Regions from separate parts of the Mus musculus genome. Here all the other regions are linked to region 1. A link is a contact called in public HiChIP or PLAC-seq data. All regions are on one chromosome and are shown on one strand. The core of a region is the stretch at or near the end of the contact, and the rest is flanking DNA. Distances in the headings are between cores, read along the strand shown.

Region 1 (3,886 bases), core at 483-2,982:
GAAGTCCCCAAAGGCCATAGAACTAAAGCAAATGAAGACCAACAATGAGAAGCTCGCATTGGCGCTGTACGGCCAGGCTTGCACCGCTGAAGTATGACTTTCCTTCACTGCTGCCTCTCCAGAGTCCATACTTCAGGGCTCAGAGCTGGAAGTGTGTGGTCAGGTGCCCAACCTGACGCTTAGCGGTCGTGGGTTAGCGGTCGTGGGTTAGCGGTCGTGGGTTAGCGGTCGTGGGAGCTCTTCTGAACTCAAAAGGACGGTTTTCTCATTTTTAGAGAACATTCCTCCGTTTGTGGTGGGAAGTGAAGGGCAAGCCTGGTTGCCATGGTGCTGAGGTCAGGGGATAACATGTGAGGGTCCTGGGGATCCAACTCACCAGCCTGATTTTCTCACTTCTAAGGGTTTTAGAACAGCTACAGAAAGCAAAGCAATGCTTTGATTTTTGGTTTTATGGTTTTTTTTTTGTTTGTTTTTGTTTTTCTTTTCGAAGAGATTGAGGGAGATTTCAGCCAACCGGTGCAGGCCTTTATTTCCAGCACTTGGGAGGCAGAAGCAGGCAGATCTCTGAGTTCAAGCCAGCCTGGTCTACAAAGCATGTCTCAGGACAGTCAGGACGGTCTCACCCAGCATGGGCTCTGCCTTGGCTCCTTCTCTAGCACAGGCTGCAGGCCAGTGTTCTCCCCCCAACCCCCACTTCCTTCCTCCCTCGCCCTGGCCAACCGACCTCCAAACTCACCTTCTCAGAGGACATAACTTTTGTGACATTCTGGTGGCTTTCTGTCCCTGTCTTTTGAGATGCATCTCGAGATGATGTTCCCAGCTGCTCAGTGTCCTACCGTAGGGAGGGGGGGGGCACATGTGTGACGAGAGGGAGACTTCAGAGCAAAAACCCTAGTTTATGACTGCTGTGTTCCTGGCTCTGAGCCCCTAGAACAGCCTCCTACCCTGTGACTGGGAGTCTCTCCTGACCCGATTTCCTTTCCGTAGACACTCCTCTCTGGTTCTGCTTCTTGCAAGCCGCCGTTTCCCTCCTAACCCAGAGCTTATTTCCTTAATTAATGTATCTCACACTCCAAGAATGTCGGGGGTGGGGTCCCCGGGGCAGCGCCGGTCTTCCTTTCTGTTCTTCACCTACTACTGGAAAGCCCTCCCTCTCTGGCTTCAGGCCATCAGCTCGGCCCTGATAGTCCCTCAATGCTCACGTGTCTTCTTATCCACTTACCTCCTACCGGCTGTCCCTCGGCTCAGGATGGGGTTTGGGTTTCCCTTCCGCAGAGTAGGAAGATGTGGTGACCGTCTAAGCAGAGAAGCCTTGCGTTCCGCCTCTCCGCCCCATGACCCTGGTTGGCTGAAGTTGGCTTTTCTGTGCCTCTCTATCAGCATCTCCCCGACCCCCCAGGGTGACGAACTTACCCTTGTAGGCTAAACCCCCAGCCTCTGCTTTTCCTGACTGTCTTCGTGTTGAATCCTGCCTGCGGGAGACCCCTCCGGCTCCCCGACTGGGAGGTGTTCTATTACACAGCAAAGTGCGGTTTAAGTAGCTGTAAGGAAATGTGACAGAAAAGTCTGTCGGGGTTCAGTCAGACTTGCCAAAACTTGGTGTAACTTTTGGAAGTTGTCAGTGTGCCTCCTAAGGAAACCTGATCTGATGGAAGCCGGAGGAGTCGGGGACGGTCAGGTAAGAGGCCGGAAGCATTGTGGAGGAGGGGCAGACAGAGTTCAGCACCCACCCCCGCGTCATAGCCTAAGAAGACCCTGGGGGTTGGGAACCGGAGACTTCTTTCTCCGAGTGCTACCAGACAAAGGCAGACGAAGCAGTAGGATTCCTCCAAGTTTTACTCTGGGGGTCATGGGGCAGACCATGCTGGTGTGGGGTAGGCTTAGAAGTAAATTAAAGCTGGGCATGGTGGCGCACGCCTTTAATCCCAGCGCTCAGGAGGCAGAGGCAGGTGGATTTCTGAGTTCGAGGCCAGCCTGGTCTACAAAGTGAGTTCCAGGACAGCCAGGGCTATACAGAGAAACCCTGTCTCGAAAAACAACAACAACAACAAAACAAAACAAAAAGAAGTAAATTAAAATAAGACAAGATTCCCTCCCATGAGTCTTTTAGCCTGAGGTCAGGGACATCTAGACCCTGGAAGGAAAGGCCTTCCCTCTTAGAGACCAGAAGTTGGAAATTCCTGAAGAACAAAGACCAAAGCCTCTGCCAGGTGGGGCTCAGAATAGCTAACAAGTGTCCCAACAGAGAGCCTGACAGATAGTGACACCTTTAGTCACTCCACTCAGGAGGCAGAGGCAAGTGGATCTCTGTGAGTTCAAGGCCAGCCTAGATTGCAGAGTGAGTTTCAGGCCAGCCAGGACTACACAGAGTCACCCTGTCTCAGAAAAACAAAAACAAAAGAAACAAAAAGAGAACCTTAGCAGAGGCTAAAGATGTTCCTTGCTTGACTGGGAGAGTGCTGGCCTAGCTGTGTGAAGCCTGGACTCCCAGGTTCGGTGCCCAGCATTAATAAACTGCGTGTGTGGTGACGCGTATTTGTAAGCCCGACACTTGGAGGTATAGGTGGAAGGACCAGAATTTCAAGGTGTCTTCCTTGGCTACACAGCCAGCTTGAGATCAGCCTGGAAAACATTAGACCCTGCCTCAAACAAAACACTCAACAGGCTCAAACCGGAAGTGTCGAAACCGATCTTCCCAGGTTACACAGACTTTCTGAGAATCTCCCAGCTTCCGTCCTGGCCCAGTCAGGGCTCGGTCTGCCTTCCTTCCATGGGCAGTGTACCCGCCCGGGTGTGCCAGCCTTACCCAAGCCAGCCTCCAGCCCTGACATGATCTCTCTGGTCTCAGCAAGCCGAGCTACCCGAGGCTTCAATTAGGCGCCACTTCAAAAGCTTTCTGAAGCAGGTGAGAGATAATATGTAAACAAGAGCCTCCATGAGTCATTGGCCCTTCCTATCCACCCGGTGGCTCCTCTGCCAGTCTCTGAAGAACCAGCCTGGGTTGTCTCCCAGAGCAGATGCTATCCTGGGGCCAAGGCCTGTCCAGGCTCCTCTGCCACCACTACTGCCTGCATCTTCTTCAGCATACGCCCAATGTCAACCAAGCCCTGACTCACACGTGTAACTCTTAACCCTCCAGCCAACCTCAGGAGTCCGGCTGAGCTTATCTTAATCTGGCACACTTCTTCCCCAGCTCTTCCTGTACCTTCTAGAACCTCCACCTGTGCACAGACACACCACACACCACAGACACACACCACACACATACACACACATAGACACACATCCACTGCACACCACACACACTACAGATTCTGAGGCTTGAAATTTCTCACTGGGTAAAGAACTGACTGCCCAGGCGAGTCAATGGTGCTCAGATTCCCAGCGCCCATGTAAATGCCGAGTGGGTGCAGTGCTCTGCCCATGACCCCACACTCAGAAGGTGGAAATCAAGAACCTCTGAAGCAAGCTGACTAGGTAGAGCATCCCAGTGGTCAAGCTCTGGGTTCACCTAGGTGACCCTGCTTCAATCTATAAGGTGGAGGGCAGTGGAGGAAGATACCTAACATCAGCCTCAGGCCTCAGAAAATGCATGTATACCCACACACATGTGAGCATGCACACATGTGTGCATTCATACCACACACATACATGTGCACGTGTGCAAATAAGTAAATAACCCAAGATCAAAAACCTAAGAGTACATATTGGACCCCATGCTGACTAGAGCTGAATTGCATAGACTGGGTGAGGAAAAATCCTTGGTTGAAGGTTCAGTGGTAGAGAAATAAAAAAGGAAAAAGTTGGTCAGGCCTGGTGGTGCACACCTGTAATCCCAGGTCCTTTGGAGGTTGAGGCAGGAGGATTGCATAGTCTCAGACCCACC
Region 2 (4,141 bases), core at 589-3,088, 260 kb after region 1:
GTGGGTGCCTTTACTCAGTGTTGTCACGACAGGTGATCGTAAGACCATATATTTATGAAGACAATATAGCAGGTATTATTTTATACAGAATGAACTGAAAGCTGGGTTTTCTTTCTCTTGAGTTGCAACAGAATCTTTTTATTCAGTTACACAGATCAGTGAGTTATTATAAGATGATGAACAGTTTATTTTGTACCTTCCTTCCTGTCTCGTTTTTATTGTTCAGTTGTTTTGTTTTGTCTACATAGCCGTTGCTGTTCTAGAGCTCACGAAGTTGACCAGACTGGCCTTGAACTCAAAGATCGGCCTGCCTCTGCCTCTCGAGTACTGAGATTAAAGACAAGCACCACTATGGCTGGCCTCCCTAAGAGTGGGCGTAGTGCTCTGGAGATAGACTGACGCTGACAGCTTGAGCAGAGATCCAGTTATGTTGTGCCACTGTTACTTGGCCAGGCATAGCTGTATATGCCTTTAAGCCCATTGGAAGGCAGAGGCCAGCTTGGTCTACAAAGCAAGTTATAGGACAGCCAGGGCTACATAGAGAAACCCTGTCTCCAAAAACCAAAACCAAAAGAGATGTCACATTTGATTTTGAATGAAAAACTGTTTTTATCTGTCCATATGGCCTAAGTCTTTCATGTATAAATATGTGCTATATCTCTAGATACAAAAATAATATTTCAAATTAAAATCTTCAGAGCTGAAGAGATGGCTCAGTAGTTAAGATCACAGGTTGATCCTGTACAGGATCCAGGTTTAATTCCCAGCACCCACATGGTGGCTTTACAACCATCTGTAACTACAGTTCAGGGGATCCAATTTCATCTTGTGGCCAATATAAACACTGCATGTGCATGGTACACAGGCATTGTTTCTGTTTTTCTTAAAAAAAACATCTTTATTACCATTTAGGATTTTGTTGTTTTGCAATTTTTTCCAAATTTCAGCTTAATCTATTCTTTTTTATTTACTATTAGAGGTAAGACTTTGTTTCTATCATGTGAACTCTATCTTATAAAATTCAAGAAAAGCTATCTTATTTCTTTTGGGTTACTACAACAAAATATAAACAGTAGCTTATAAAAATAATTTTTATATGATTGTGACAATAGATTCAATGTCTACTTAAAAGTTCACATCTTGGTAGACGGAGCCTTGCTATGAGTAGTCTCAGGATGGAAGGAGTGCCAAGCTCTCCTGGATCTTCTGCTAACTGTTCCTGAGGACTCTGTTCTCATACACGAGGTGGTTAGAGGGGAACACAATCAAATTGTTACATAGTAGCAATAATAATTTTTATTCTATTTCCTAAAACATATAGTAATCTCTTAACCCTGCTTTATTAGCTGAAAACATATTACACATAGCCATTGGAATTAGCCATATGAGTAATGTCAGATTTATTTTAAATTATAGCAGCAAAAGGTAGGTTCATCAATTGTGTATTGAGTCCACATCTTAATTTGCTACAAAAATGAGGATTAATGTAAATTAGATTTAAATTTCAGTTCCTTAGTAACAGCTTGCAGGTGCCACTTGGACCCCGGGTGGGGACTGGGTGGAGAAAGTGTGCTTTCACGCTTGTGCACGCTGCTCTCGCTTTCGTCACAAGTGGGTTCCTGCTGCTAAACAAGGCAAAGGCAAAGTCTTAACATGAGCACCAACCCAAAGACAGGGCGACAATTTAATGAGTTTCCTTGAGAGCTGGCCAACTGAGCATCTGTTCCTTTTGTTTTTCTCTACTTGGTAAGCCAGTGTTTCTGAACTCCTTAGCCGCGTTGCTGTGTGTCTCTACCGTGTGGGGGTGGGGTTGTTTCTTTTTCTACCCTCTACTTGAGTAGTGCAGTTAGAAATCTTCTGGCATCTGGCACAGTGGTGTAATTTCTTCCGTGCTCTTGAGTGAGGAAATGTTTGCTCATTGCTGCTCATCATGTCTGTCTCCTTGCTCCCAGATGGTGACCTTCTCCTCCCATTCCTGCCTGTCTTAACATTATTCTGACACCTATTTTCTCTCATTGTCCCCTTAACCACTCTAATTGAATAATGATTTCTATAATTTCCAGTTGGAACACAACCAACTTCCTGCTTCTCCTTATTGGCCCACATCCTGTCTTCTAGTTCATTGCTTCAGATTTGAGACAGATTGTCAGATAAAAATACATAACTGAAAAAAATGTTTACCACAGTACAATAGCATGGCCCCAATGAGAGTTGTCCTCTCTCCCTGCTAAACATGCTCTGTCTGTCTCGTGATTTCATGCTGTCTCTCTGGGCCTCAGTTACTGCTTGACCCTTGAAAGAAATGACTCAAAGTTATGTTTGTGGATCTTTAAACATTTTTTATTTCTTTTTCCTCACCTTTACTTCTTAGTAATGGTTTGTCTGCTACTGATTCAGATTGTGCTCCAGTGTGGCCTGCAGGTCCATATTTTGGTTTAGGTATAAGTACTAATTATAGCCTTTTTATTAAATATTGCTTGTTTGCATTTTACAGAAGGTATTGGTTCTTCTCAAAAGCAGAAACGAACCTTATTTTGTATATAGCTCTCCTCTGTTGGGTACTCTAGTTTTGCAGTTTCCGTATGGAAAGGGCACTCCCCTTAATTTGCTATAAAATGTAAGAAAGCACAGCTGTTTCATAAGTTACCTTCACAGCAGTCTCCTGAATCTTAGCTTGCCGGAAAAAGGGTCAAGAAAATATTTAAAACTAAAAGTGGGGAGTGCTCCGGATAATATTTGAAGCCATGAAGTGTCTTGTATATAGTTTACTTTTTCTGTCTGTCTGTCTGTTTGTCTCGGGTAACCCTGGCTGTGCGAACCATTCTGGCCTTGAACCCACAGAAACCCACCTGTGCTGGGATTAGAGGGGTGCCCCACCGTGCCTAGCTCGTTGAGTTTAGAGCCTTCTGTCTGCTCACAGTGCTGGAGTTAGGACACTCGTCTGGAGATGATGAGCTCTGTATTTATTGTAGCTTTAAATGGACAGTCATTACTGTCAACTCAGTCTCTCAAATCTATAATCACATCGTACCTAATTGTCAACCTTCATGTTTTTTAATTATGAAAGAAAACTAAGAACATTAATTTTTATGTTATCTTTCTATTGACTTTATTGATGTACCACAGAAAATTTTGGTTTGAGGCTTTTCCATAATTTACCTTTATATCCCACACCCGTTCCATAAACATGTATAGTTAAAATTGAGTTGTTCAAATACTTCTACCTTGATTCCTGGCCTAGACAGGGGTAGTTCTGTCTTTGTTTGGAATAAGCCCATTCGGTGGTCTTGTATACATTCTGTATCTGTTGTTGTTGTTGTTGTTATTTTGTTATTACTGGCTTTTATTTGAGATAATAATCTGTTTGAAACCGAGACAGAAAAATGTGATGTTCCTTCCCACTCACTCCAGATTTTGATAGAAGACTTGTTTTATTTATTTCCAAAATTATATCCGCAGGAAACAAGCTGTTTAAATTCAGATTATGCTGAAGCAAAATGGTCCTGGTATGAGAAGCAACGTGCTGTTTTACGAGCACAGAGTCCCTTTTCTCATAACTGATTGATAGTAAATATTTTCCTGAAGAATTATTGCCAACCATGAACAGTGCAACTGTTTCACTTTTTTTCCGTGCTACTTGCTGTACCAGCCATTGTCGGTAATTAAGATCTACAATTCACAGTGCAGACGTTTGCACTTCCTCTGGGTCTGTGCTATTTATAAGGCATTTCAGCTGTTCACAGTTTCTTCTGAGTTTTAAACTACATGTTAACAGGCTTCTCTAATATACTGTTCCACAAGAGCAAGTCTTCATGGAGGCCCTTCTGACAGACCTTAGCTTAGCTTTGTGGTGGACACAGCAAGGTGTAATTGTATCATCAGGGCCAGTGTGATTGGGGAATCTCAGAAGTATAATACTGTGTAAAGAAGCCAGGAATGAAATTCAGGACTCACCTGTTTGTTACCACAGTTTTCAGAAATACACAATAAAGCGACTTATTGGTTAGAGTGTATACTTGTCAAGCTAATGTGGAATACACTCACTCTGCTTGTGTATGACTTTTTGTCTCAAAAGATTTGAAACAAAACAGATTAACAGATTGATAACACATTTGTTGTATAACAGAAGCCTGAAGTAGTA
Region 3 (3,772 bases), core at 704-3,203, 380 kb after region 1:
GGCAAATGGCCTGAAGGTTACATCAGGCCCAGGATCATTAAAGAAAGTAAAAGGGGCCCTCTTTTTTCTTCCCTTAACAATTAACCGAGCACCTTCTTCTATATGCAAACTATCATGCTTTAACAGAAATTACAGAGATGTGAGCTGCACTATAAAGGACGTACTGTCCCTCTTTTCAGTGAGTATTCTGTTCAACGAGGGAGAGAAGTCTAAATTTATACTCACAAACAGAGAAAAACAACTTTCTATGAGGAAAATCAGCATTTTGGGTGAGGGGAATGAGTGATTCTTTAGTTAGTGATGGGACTGTGACAGGCAATGAGAAGGAAAGTCATTGATGGAGGTGATGAGGCTTGAGTGGGGAGGGCACGCCAGAGTCTCTGGCACCCAGACCACAGGCCTGTGGATACACAGCCCTACCTGCCATAGAGCACCGTGAGGCTTTGGGGCAGAGTAGCAGTCTCAGATCAGCCCTCGGATTATGAATAAAGAAGCCAGAGCTACAGAGAAAATACCTTCAGGTTCACACACCAAGAAAACAGACCAGGAAAGCTGCAACCGCAGCCTGGTAGCCTCGTGAGAGGAGTGGAGATGGCTCTGCAGGCTCGGGTGGCAGATAGCTGCCACCTCTACAGCAGCTCACGTGGCTGAGTCCCTGTGTCTGGGAGGCACTACACACAGTGCTTCATAGACTCGGCTCATGGAGTCCTTAGCATGGGCCTGGGGTCTCCTAACACCACTGTACAGATGAGTAAGCCAAGGCACAGGTTGCCCCTGGTAACCAGAAGTCAAGATCATGGATTCAAGCCTGCCTGCTCTACTGCACTCTCTTGCTGGTGGCCTTCCCACTTTTCTCTCATACACACAGGACCTTAGATATCATCCGTAGTTGGCCTACCCCAGTGGACACAAGGACCAGCTTCAGGCCCTCACTTGTGCTTTGCGGGCCTCTGCACCTCACGAGTGCCTAAGGGTCTGGTCCTCATTGGGAATATGTCCTGAATTTAAAAGAAAAAAAAAAATTCACATGGTTCTTAGAAAGGTACCATGTGGGTACCACGGTGCACTTATAGAAGTTGGGGCAATTTCAAGGACTCAGTTATCTCTTGCCATGTAGGGTCTGAATATCAAACTCAAGTTGTCAGGCTTGATGAAAAGACACTTTCTGCCCACTGAGCACTTGCCCCAGACCCCAAATGTAACAGTGGAGATGTAGGATAAAGAGATGATGCTGAAGGGTTTCGCCCCTGCCACATCAGGTCTGAGGAGAAGACACATGGTATCTGTCACATGTATGTATGTGTGTGAGCATCTGTGTGTGTGAGCATGTATGTATGTGAGCATGTGTGTGTGAGCATGTGTGTGTGTGAGCATATATGTGTGTGAGAGCATGTGTGTGTATGAGCATGTGTGTGTATGAGCATATATGTGTGTGAGCATGTGTGTGTGTGAGCATGTGTGTGTATGAGCATGTATGTATGTGAGCATGTGTGTGTGTAAGCATGTGTGTGTGAGAGCATGTATCCCCTCTCGGCACCCACCAGAGCACACGTGTTCAGACACACTGGCTCAAAGGCCAGGCAGCCAGGCAGCCCACTTTGTACTGCTAACAAGGCGACATAATTACAGGAAAGGGCAGCCGGGCAGATAAAAGGATACAAAATTTCAACATCTGTTGCCATAAAGGGATAAGGAGAAGTGAAACGCAAAGTATCAGTTTGGTGTCAGCAGGCAGAGAGCCAATTTCAAAGAGTTGAGGGGGACAGAGGGGACAAGAAAGCAAAACCAAGGGGGGAGAAAGAAAAAGAAATTACAGGGTTCCTTAAAGAAGTAAAGAAAAGGGAGAATGAAAAAGCTGTCAGTAATACTTTCAAAGGAGAAGGCAGGTACTTTCAAGAGGGGCAGTCCCATAATCACCCTGACTGAAGGCCAGGCCCCTGTACGGGGCGGGGGAGAGGAAGGCCTGGGCAGACAAAGCCACATCTGGGTGGGATGGGGCATGTGTGATGTCCTTAGCATACCAGCCTGGGCTGACCATAGTTTCCATCTCCATCCATGTGACCCTGCCGTTCTGATGTCAGCCCTGTGTTCATATCCTGTGCTCAGCACAAGCTGAAGCCACGTTCCCAGATACCTGGGATTAACCAGGTAGCCCTGGTCAGTAGGCTAGCTCAGGACTCAGTAGAAGAGGCCATGGGGACAGATCAGGGAAAGCTTCATGAGGGGACAGTATTAGTGCTGACCTGGAAGGTCTCCTTAGGCAGAGATTGGTTCCAGTATGGGGCTGCCCTGAGCAAAGCCCAGGTGGGTGGGAAACCCACTCTGCCCGTTCCCTGCAGAGAAGAGATTTAGTGGGTTCCTTCAGTAGAGGAAGAAAAGCATAACAGAGAACAGTGGTGGCCCCGGCCTCAGGGGACAGAGATAAAGGGTTTGTATAGCGACATGTGAATACACACCTGCGAGGTGGACTATCCAGAGAGCTCAATACCTCTCAACAGTGAAGTCAGCAAAAGCCCCTACCTGCTTCCCTCCCTAGCAGTCCCTAGGATTGCTTATGTCCAAGGGCTGGACCCTCTGTGATACCTTCAGGTCTGTAGTCATAGTAGCTTACCTGTCCCTAGCCACAGGGGACCCAGAGTGCTCTGCTCTTAGGGACCAATGCTAAATGCAGCCAGCTCAAATGCCCCCTGGTAGAAAATGCAAGTCCTAAAGCAAAAGCAGAGTCAGTGGTGGAAGGTGATGTCAGGCCACTCTGACCTTCTCCAACCTCCAGTAGCTAGAGATGTGTGCACCCCTGGGGACTAGCCAAGTGCTTTGTTGAAATGCAGACAGAGGACGCAAACTCTAACGTCTCCGGGCTTCAAGCTAAGGGATGGCTTTGCAAAGCACAGTCCCTCAGAGCCTAACAAGACTACCTCAAAGGTTGGATGTCACTAGGAGGTGTTGGCAGTTGAAAATGAATACTGGGCCTGGAGACTATCAGAAATCAAGTTCTGTGCACCTCGAAGCTATGCTGTGAGAAAGATGCCCCATCTTCCTCATTGGAAATCCCCCCTCCTTGGGCTTAACTTTACAGTGCTGTTCCAATAGAGGAAAAGGCTGAAAAGGAGATACCAGGCAACCTCGACCAGCCCCTTCCTCGCCCCTCTTCCCTGCTTGGCTCCTGAGTACCCTGAAAGGGCTGTGCCGTCCCTCTGACCACAGTGGTGGGTACCTGGGAGATGAATGTGGCAACAGCTCTAAAGGGGACACAACTGGTGTCCAGTGGGGTAGCTGTACTTCCTGGGTGTCCCAGCCCCCACCATCACCTCAGGGTAGCTCAGATGCCGAGAGCTACCCTACACCCCAAGTCAGCACACACATAAAAGGAAATTCAGGCTGTGCTCAGGTTTCGGCGGTGACAGGTTAAAAGCAAAGCATCCAGGCAGTGGCACATTCCGCCCAGCCAGCGTCCTGCCGGCAATACCACTCCACCTCGCAGATTGCCTGTCACTCAGGCTTTGGTGTTATTGAAAGATCAAACTTGGTCCTGCCTGTTCATTACCTTAATCCTGTTTTCTACACGGCTTTATTATCTGCTTGGGCTTCTTTAGGCAAGACAGCTTCAGAGCTGCCCTGGCCATCCATTTCCTCCACCAGGGCATCTCCGTACCCCCTGGCCTGCTCAGTTCTCTAAGCTGAGCACAATTCTGGATACAGGGTAGATGTCTGCTCAAGGTCTGGCTCCTCCTATGGGTGATGAGGGCAGTCTGGGGCTAGAGAAGAGGCAATA

What was found. HiChIP or PLAC-seq counts read pairs in DNA pulled down with a chosen protein or histone mark.
Region 2: a contact with region 1 is called in an H3K27ac HiChIP or PLAC-seq map of acute myeloid leukemia, with 3 times the contacts expected there. The contact joins two enhancer-like sites. A contact is called at or near these places in 3 of 484 Hi-C or Micro-C datasets (the G1E-ER4 cell line, bone marrow-derived macrophages and embryonic stem cells), 5 of 115 datasets of contacts at active chromatin or transcription factors (acute myeloid leukemia, embryonic basal ganglia, embryonic forebrain and 2 more) and 1 of 9 other capture datasets (embryonic trunk).
Region 3: an H3K27ac HiChIP or PLAC-seq map of acute myeloid leukemia shows a contact between it and region 1, with 4 times the contacts expected there. The contact joins two enhancer-like sites. A contact is called at or near these places in 4 of 484 Hi-C or Micro-C datasets (embryonic stem cells, stem cell-derived neural progenitor cells and uterus), 5 of 115 datasets of contacts at active chromatin or transcription factors (acute myeloid leukemia, bone marrow-derived macrophages, embryonic basal ganglia and 2 more) and 2 of 9 other capture datasets (adipose tissue and pancreatic islet).

What each region holds. Positions count from the first base shown.
Region 1 is chr19:45,207,174-45,211,059 of GRCm38.p6, forward strand. No RefSeq gene overlaps it. Among named protein-coding and RNA genes, the nearest start is that of Lbx1, 28 kb to the right of the region's middle. Within about 2 kb of position 1,733, at least 73 of the 459 cell types and tissues checked have an H3K27ac peak or open chromatin away from gene starts, as enhancers often do. A contact at or near this core is called in acute myeloid leukemia, where this site is marked.
Region 2 is chr19:45,471,158-45,475,298 of GRCm38.p6, forward strand. The region is part of intron 4 of Btrc (beta-transducin repeat containing protein); the gene reads left to right. Among named protein-coding and RNA genes, the nearest start is that of Gm19639, 70 kb to the right of the region's middle. Within about 2 kb of position 1,839, at least 80 of the 459 cell types and tissues checked have an H3K27ac peak or open chromatin away from gene starts, as enhancers often do. A contact at or near this core is called in acute myeloid leukemia, where this site is marked.
Region 3 is chr19:45,583,383-45,587,154 of GRCm38.p6, forward strand. The region is part of intron 6 of Fbxw4 (F-box and WD-40 domain protein 4); the gene reads right to left. Among named protein-coding and RNA genes, the nearest start is that of Dpcd, 25 kb to the left of the region's middle. Within about 2 kb of position 1,954, at least 36 of the 459 cell types and tissues checked have an H3K27ac peak or open chromatin away from gene starts, as enhancers often do. A contact at or near this core is called in acute myeloid leukemia, where this site is marked.